Linked DNA regions of Capra hircus: region 2 is linked to region 1. The links are chromatin contacts, called in public Hi-C maps. All regions are on one chromosome and are shown on one strand. Each heading gives the region's core, a stretch centred on a gene start, on an enhancer-like site or on the middle of the called end of the contact. The rest is flanking DNA. Distances are from core to core; before and after follow the strand shown. Region 1 holds the start of CD164 (sialomucin core protein 24). Region 2 has its middle 110 kb from the start of CEP57L1.

Region 1 (3,735 bases), core at 376-2,875:
CTCCACAGTGAGGTGTGTTTATTTTAGCTTGTAAATAAGACACTCCATCGAGCTATTCAAAGAAAAGAGAATTTATATTTTTAACCTTAAAAATAATAACGGTGGACTACTGGCCTTCATTTGCTCTTGAGTCAGGTTATGCGCTAAATAAATTCCGTGTGAGGGATATCCTGAGAGAAGAGATATCTTTTTTTGTTTGAGGATGGATGCTGCTGCTGCTGCTAAGTCGCGTGAGTCGTGTCCGACTCTGTGCGACCCCACAGACGGCAGCCCAACAGGCTCCCCCGTCCCTGGGATTCTCCAGGCAAGAACACTGGAGTGGGTTGCCATTGCCTTCTCCCGAAGACGGATGAGACCTCACTTACTTGGCTGTATTTTGACGCTTCTTGCCATTGGTTGGATCAGTCAAAAAACGAGTTTTTTGTTTAAATCCAAGCAAATCTCCAACTAGCATAGTTGATGGAACAAATGTTCATAGTCAGGAGGGTACTGATTGGATTTTAGGGTTGGGTTAGGAAAGACTTCAAGTTTAGATTTTTTTAAAGTGCACATGCAGTCTTTTTCGGGGTTTGCATAGCAAAGCAGATCTCAAAAAAGCAACTGATGTCCTATTATTTTAAAGGGTTAATGTTTGTAATTAAAATTATATGATAAATACAAATAGTTGAAAATAAGAGTTAAATACAGCTTTTATGACCGAACTTTAACCACTTGATGTAAGCACGGCTGTACTTGTAAATATTTTTGTGAGACTGGACATCAGATGGCGCTCATCTCACTAAAAGGCTGAGCCGTGATAGGGATTTTGAAATACAGCCCTGAGGCTAAGCAACTGCGCCTTTCGGGCAAGTCTCTTGAGTCTCGGTGTTTTCACCTGTAAAGTGGGATTGGGAACAGACCGGACGAATCTCCAGCCCATACTGTCTTTGATTCTTCGACTACAAAGGGGTCACTGACTAGCTGTTTCTACCGCTGGCTGAAATCCCCAAGAGAAGTCAGGGTGGGAAAGCGCGACAGAAGTAGACGGTGTGCGGCACCTGCAGACTGCTTTCGGTGTTTCAGCCGCTCTCACTAGGTGGGCGGCGGAGCACAAACTCCTTCAACGCGTGGGGTCTCCATCTCCCTGGGGTGTCCAAACACAAGGTTACTTTCAGCGAAATCGACTTTCAAGGGGTAACGCGCGGGTGCTTCGAAGGATACCTATGCAAGCATGCTGGGAACGCCGGACGACTGTGAAAACTTAACTCTTGCCGGGGGTTCTAAGCGAAATGCTCGAAAACAACTTCCGCCCAGCGCGAATCCGTCCGGGAAGGCGCCGCCCCAGAGGTCACATGGGGCCTAGCAAGTCTTTCTCGGGGACGTCGTCGCCACGTCATGTAGGTTGTTCCATCTGAGTCGAGGTGGGATCCTTCTCTATTGCAGGAACGAGAAAAGCCCGGCCGCGCCCTGTGTGGCAACCTGAGGGCAAAGAAAAGAGTTTCCTGCATCTGGCCAGTTGCTTCGATTGGCCAGTACAGTCGCCTGAGAGAAAACCTTTCCTCGGTTTCCTCTCGGTTCCTCCATCCCCCTCCTCCCAGAGGATTCCACTTGGTATCGCCGGCGCCCCGCCTTCGCACGCCGCCCTCATGTGACGCCGGCGCGATCCCGCTGGGGGAGCGGAGTCTCGGAGGCGGCGCTGCAGTGGACGGAGCGACGGACGCGGCGCAGGGTGTCCCAGCTTTCGCTCTAGCGCCAGCGCGGAGGCCGCGATGTCTGGGCTCTCTCGCCCGCTGCTTTTGGCCGTCGGCTGCCTGGCCGCGCTCTGCGTGATCACAGCGGCCAGGAACACCACCGTGGCCCCGAACGTGACTACACCCTCGTCTCCACCGCCCACCACCGCGACAGTCCCGGTGTCACCGACGACTCTCACGCCGCCGCCGGTCACCACTCCAGCACCAGGTGGGCGCCGGCCCAACGGGCTTTCTGCGCTCGCCCGCCCGCCAGTCGGGCCGAGCCGCCCTCCCTGCGTGTGGTGCGCGGGGCCGGGGCGGGCCGCGGTCCGGCAACATGGCGGCCCGTCCGAGTCCGGCTGGGGCCGGGCCGAGGTGGCCGCGGTTGCGGAGTGCCCTGGTTGGAAGGGTTGGTGGAGCCTCGGGGGCGTAGGGTTGTTTGCGGACCCCACAGTGTTCCGCTCCGAGGTGTTGTTTAAAAGCGCCTCGTAATCCCCAGCCTCGCTTCAGGCTCTGAAGAGGGGACGTGGCTTCCTTCTGCGGTGGCGGCAGTGAGGTTGATTGTGGGGCGAGGCGACCTCCTCCAAAGTTGGCGATGAGACCCAACTCCCTCTCCCCGAGGTTAGTCGTTTGTGTCCACCCGGGCAACCCAGGTCGTCTTTTCGAAGGGAGGTTTTTCCCGAAGTTGGCGAAAGAAGGAAAGAGACGCTGGGAGACAGAAATACTCGCTGGTGTCTCAGTGCTGGGTCTGAAAAAACTAGTCGCTTGGGACTTAATTACATAGATTTTGCAGGATATATCTGAAGTTTGAGCATTTAATTAATTAAAACTATATTCGGTGATGTGTGCAAAGGAGAAAAAGTGCCTATTTGTGTACCCGGTGTTTCGCATATATCTCTTAGTATTCTAGGCTAAACTGGAAGATAAGTGGTGAAACCTAGGAGTTGGATGGAGATAAAATAATTCCACTAGAACCCTGTGTTTAGAGATTGTGAAGCTGACATTGGAACCCAGGTCTATCGATTTTTCAGAACCCGGTCGGGACCTTTTTGTTAAGCTCTGACTCCATTTGGGGACTGGTTGAAACGTAAGCTGAGTCTTAGGGCGGAAAAGGCAATGTCATGACAACACGCTCAACAGAGGGGGAGATAAATTTGAGTTAATAAAGTGAAGACCCTCCCTAGATATTTAAAACTTGAGTCCAGTTTGATTGGTTATCCATGTTAATACTGGGTAAGGAGTAACATATTGACCTAAGAATTGCTGCAGTGTAAGAATTTTTCCAGGCCGATCTGTTTGAAAATATCTTCTCTAGTTTTTGTGTTTTATAGGGGTTTAAATAAAATATATAATGAAAGATTGTAAACATCTTTTAATGAGGAAAGTAAATTGCAGTATAATACTGGAGATTCTAACCTCACTATTTCCAAGATGATAGAGCAGAATATGTTTTGTGCTCTTTTGGTGGTTTCCTCCTAGAATTTTTTTTTTTTTTTGGTAGGGTGTGTGTGTTTGAAGAGAGGTTTGGAGATACCTTAATTGCATTTGTGTATTTTGAAATGAGTTTAAAGGAGATGATTAGTCTCATCTGTTAAGTGGTGGTTGGATAAACTGTAGTCTGAAAGGCAGCAGTTTAGTTCATTGTAAGTAACACACACTATGCTAACCAACCATTCATGACAAGCACAAAAGATTTTAAACAACTAGCGTTTTTCAGGTGTATACAAACCTCTGAACTTATTTCTACTTTGTGACTCTCCTCCTACCCCCAAAAAAGTACTGTATTTGTTCCAATTTCTGATAAATATTGAAATGCAGTTCCTCTTTGCAGAACTCTTTTTTAGGCAGGGGGAAAGCAAATGAGAATATTTTTGGAGGCACCTAGCTTCTAGGAAAATGTGTAGAGCCCAGACACTGAGTTGTATGTAGCCGCCTTCAGTATTCTGTCTCAGAGCTGTTTGGCTTAAATTATTGACAAAGACCATGCTAACTTGTTAAATTTTGTGAATGTAGTCCCCTCCAGGTG
Region 2 (3,735 bases), core at 876-3,375, 180 kb after region 1:
AGCCTCACAGAGATGGAAAACCAGTAACCACCTAGAAAGGGGACCAGCTACTAAACGGGCAGTCAGGGAAACAGAAGAAACCCATTCTTTCCCTGCCCTCTTGTCTTCTAATTCTTTGGCATGCTGGGAGTTTGGGTGGGATTCAGGGTTCAGTTCTCTGACCTTCTCTTGCTCAGATCATGCCTTTCCTCTCAGTTAACCTCAAAGTGTCTGTGAATGACCTAAAGAGTTCAATTGCTATCATTGGCAGCATTTACCTATAGAATAGTTCCTAATAGAACATCATTTTTCAGAATTCACTATCAAATACCTCACATTATTTTCGTTTTGAAATTTCTCATCAAAATCAAGGTCAAATTCAGTTAAAATATCATTGGAGAAAATAAGGTTTCATTGACTATGCTTTGTATAATAGCTTCTGGAATCTTAAGACAATGATATGTGTAATGCCTTGATGATTCTAGAATATAGGGGAGCCTTAAGGGCAGCAGTCAAGCCTGAGCTTGAGATGATGCCAAATGTCCAAGTAAAAAGGAGAGGGGCGCTCTGATGGAGATTATGGGAAGTGAGTAGGGGTTGAAGCTCTTTGAAGACCATGCCTTCACACTGCCACTATTTACCTGTAAGTTTGATGAGCTGACCCCTGGAGAGTCCATTGTTCTTCTATCTCAGACTTCAGTTCAGTCAACTGCGTAGCCAGTTCTTTTTCCAACACCTGGATCCTTTCTGTGGAAGCGATCTTATAAATTTCATCCATGGTTTGCAATTACTACCCTAAAAAAAAGAGCACAAAACTCGTGGCTGAGTCCCTTGGTGACCATTACCCAGTGTGTGAGACTTTGTCTATCATTGCCCAAGAAATCATGTCAACTTTGTGGAAATGTATGCTTTTATAATTTGGAGAAATAGCTGGATTAGACTATCATTTATGAGTTAATGACTGTTTGGTAAATAGTAGAGAAAATACAGGTTATGTCTCCATTGATCATCTTTGTTCAGCCCAGTTCACCTTTAGAAATATCTCTATTTCAGCTTTGATTGTGCTGCTGCTGCTAAGTCGCTTCAGTCGTTTCCGACTCTGTGCGACCCCAGAGATGGCAGCCCACCAGGCTCCCCCGTCCCTGGGATTCTGCAGGCAAGAACACTGGAGTGGGTTGCCATTTCCTTCTCCAATGTGAAAAGTGAAAAGTGAAAGTGAAAAGTGAAAGTGAAGTTGCTCAGTCGTGTCCGACTCCTAGCGAGTCTGATTTATTAAATGAGATTGAATCTCCCCTGCCTGACCTCCATTGTCTTCATAAAGACTTGTGGGGCTTACACACTAAATGTTTGAGTGGTGGTCACTTCTGCTTTCTATCACTTCTGCTGGAACAAATAATAGGTATGTACAGGATCCCTCTACATGCCTAAAACATATCTCCATAACTTTTTTGAAGGCATGAGCTTCTGACCAGAGGGAATAGACTGTGGGTGGACAGCTGTGTAACATGATCATCATCCACGTAACTTTTGGACTCAGAAGAAAATCATGCTTATGTATATGAAAGTATTTTCTTAATTTTAAATGCTTATATTTGTCCTATACCTTTCATAAATAAAATAGTTGATGACCGCAACCCCTCCTACTCCCCACCACCAGTTTACAGCCTGTCAGATTCAATACAACAGTATGCTAAGTACTTAGTGTCAATATTTTTATTAGCAACACAGATTAACTTCATGACCCAGAATGAGACACATCTATTGCAAGAGATTCAGTAGATGACATGTTTCCTCTGCTACTGCTGCACTCATCTGTCCTGGACAAAGGGGTAAAGTCAATCTTGGGCCACCTTAAGGAAGTTTAAAAACTTTAAATCTTCCTTTTAAAGGTTTTTCATTTCCAGAGGTATTTCCTCAAGTTATCTGCTGGATTTTCAAAAAATATGTAAGATCTTGATTTCTTTTGTGTGTGTGTGTAGAGGCTATCTTTGGAAGCCTATTTATTCTTTTTACAAATATTAGAAATGGAAATGAGCATCGTGTTCAGTCAAGGTTGTGAACCTGCAGAGTTATAAATCTGTCATGTTTGGCACACTGCTGGAGCTCAATAAAATGCACTGTTGTTGTTCTCAGCAAAAGCAAAATGTTATGAAAACTATTTGCCACTTGGCAGTGAGTGTCCTTTCAAGTTGGGTAAACAGTTAAACAGCTGCCTTAACAGCTGCATTCCAACTAGCAGCCAAGAGTGGCAGCAACACAGACTGACATTTTTCTCCCAAAGGGTGGACATTCTGCTTTTATTTTCTGATCCATTTTCAACACTTCACAGCTCAGAAATGAGAACGTTTATTCCTGCATCATTTAGCTCGCTACACAGTCAAATACAGTATTCACAAAATTAACATAAGGAGAGGTTGGTCATTGCCAACTGTCCATGAAATGCATCCAACCTAGAGGAATCCACGCCTGTTGAGCACTCATAACTAGTGTTAAAGAGACAAACAACTGTTTATTCTGGGAGGGGGAAAGGTGGGTTCCTTTTATTGAGCACCTACTCTGTGTGAGGCAGGCATTGGGCTCTCATTTGGTCTCAGAAAAGATTCTCAAGAATTGTTTCAGTAGTTTTTTTAAAAAAATAAATACATTTAATTAACTATCAATTGTAAACTAACCAAAATCCCCTTTATTAACTATGTTTAAAAAGTGATAGAATATAAGTTGTAAGAAAAAGATGGTAAGATTAGCTTGAGCAGGGTGTGAGGGTGTTCAGTGCGTAAAGTGGGCTTCAAAGGGTTCAGGGATGTTTAGAAGAGAAATACTTAGTAACTTCAGAGTATTATAGGAAAATGTATAATTAGTGTCAAAAACTTCAAAGTGACTACAAAAAGAATGGAAATGCAACACAGACCTTCCCAAGCTAGTGGGGCAGTTGGGGGCAGTGAGGGACAGGAAATGGGTCTTTTAAATCCAATAGAGGGTAGGAAAAGAGGCTATGGTTTTTCCAGTGGTCATATATAGATGTGAGAGTTGGACTGTGAAGAAAGCTGAGTGCCGAAGAATTGATGCTTTTGAACTGTGGTGTTGGAGAAGACTCTTGAGAATCCTTTGGACTGCAAGGAGATCCAACCAGTCCATTCTAAAGGAGATCAGCCCTGGGATTTCTTTGGAAGGAATGATGCTAAAGCTGAAACTCCAGTACTTTGGCCACCTCATGCGAAGAGTTGACTCATTGGAAAAGACTCTGATGCTGGGAGGGATTGGGGGGCAGGAGGAGAAGGGGATGACCGAGGATGAGATGGCTCTATGGCATCACTGACTCGATGGACATGAGTCTGAGTGAACTCCAGGGTTGGTGAGGGACAGGGAGACCTGGCGTGCTGTGATTCATGGGGTCACAGAGTCGGACACGACTGAGCAACTGAACTGACCTGAACTGAATGTAATGTGTTTGGAAAATGTGTGTAATGTGTCTGCTCCTCTTGGACAATGACCCTGGTTCCTTCCAAGTCAGTGCCATCATCCCTTAGGCATTGTTCAAACAAACATATTCGTGTCTTCTCTTTGGTGTGGCTATAGAACATGACCTTTAGTTGGATGAAGGGATGCAGACAGATATATCTGATGTTCTGAATTGGTTAACCTGCTTTTACCTCTAGTTGTTATTGTTCAGTTGCTCAGTCATGTCCAATTCTGACACCCCATGGACTGCAGCATGCCAGGATTCCCTATCCTTTGCTATCCCCCCGAGTTTGCTCA

The links. Hi-C and Micro-C count contacts between places; a contact is called where the count stands out from the background.
Region 2: a contact with region 1 is called in a Hi-C map of blood, with 6 times the contacts expected there. The contact joins the enhancer-like site here to the promoter of CD164 in region 1. A contact is called at or near these places in 3 of 5 Hi-C or Micro-C datasets (blood and liver).

Annotation. Positions count from the first base shown.
Region 1 is chr9:28,068,085-28,071,819 of ARS1.2, forward strand. CD164 (sialomucin core protein 24) reads left to right here and starts at 1,626. Exons shown (of 5, transcript XM_018053084.1): 1 at 1,626-1,938. The coding sequence starts at 1,749.
Region 2 is chr9:28,247,931-28,251,665 of ARS1.2, forward strand. No RefSeq gene overlaps it. Among named protein-coding and RNA genes, the nearest start is that of CEP57L1, 110 kb to the right of the region's middle. Within about 2 kb of position 2,126, at least 2 of the 5 cell types and tissues checked have an H3K27ac peak or open chromatin away from gene starts, as enhancers often do.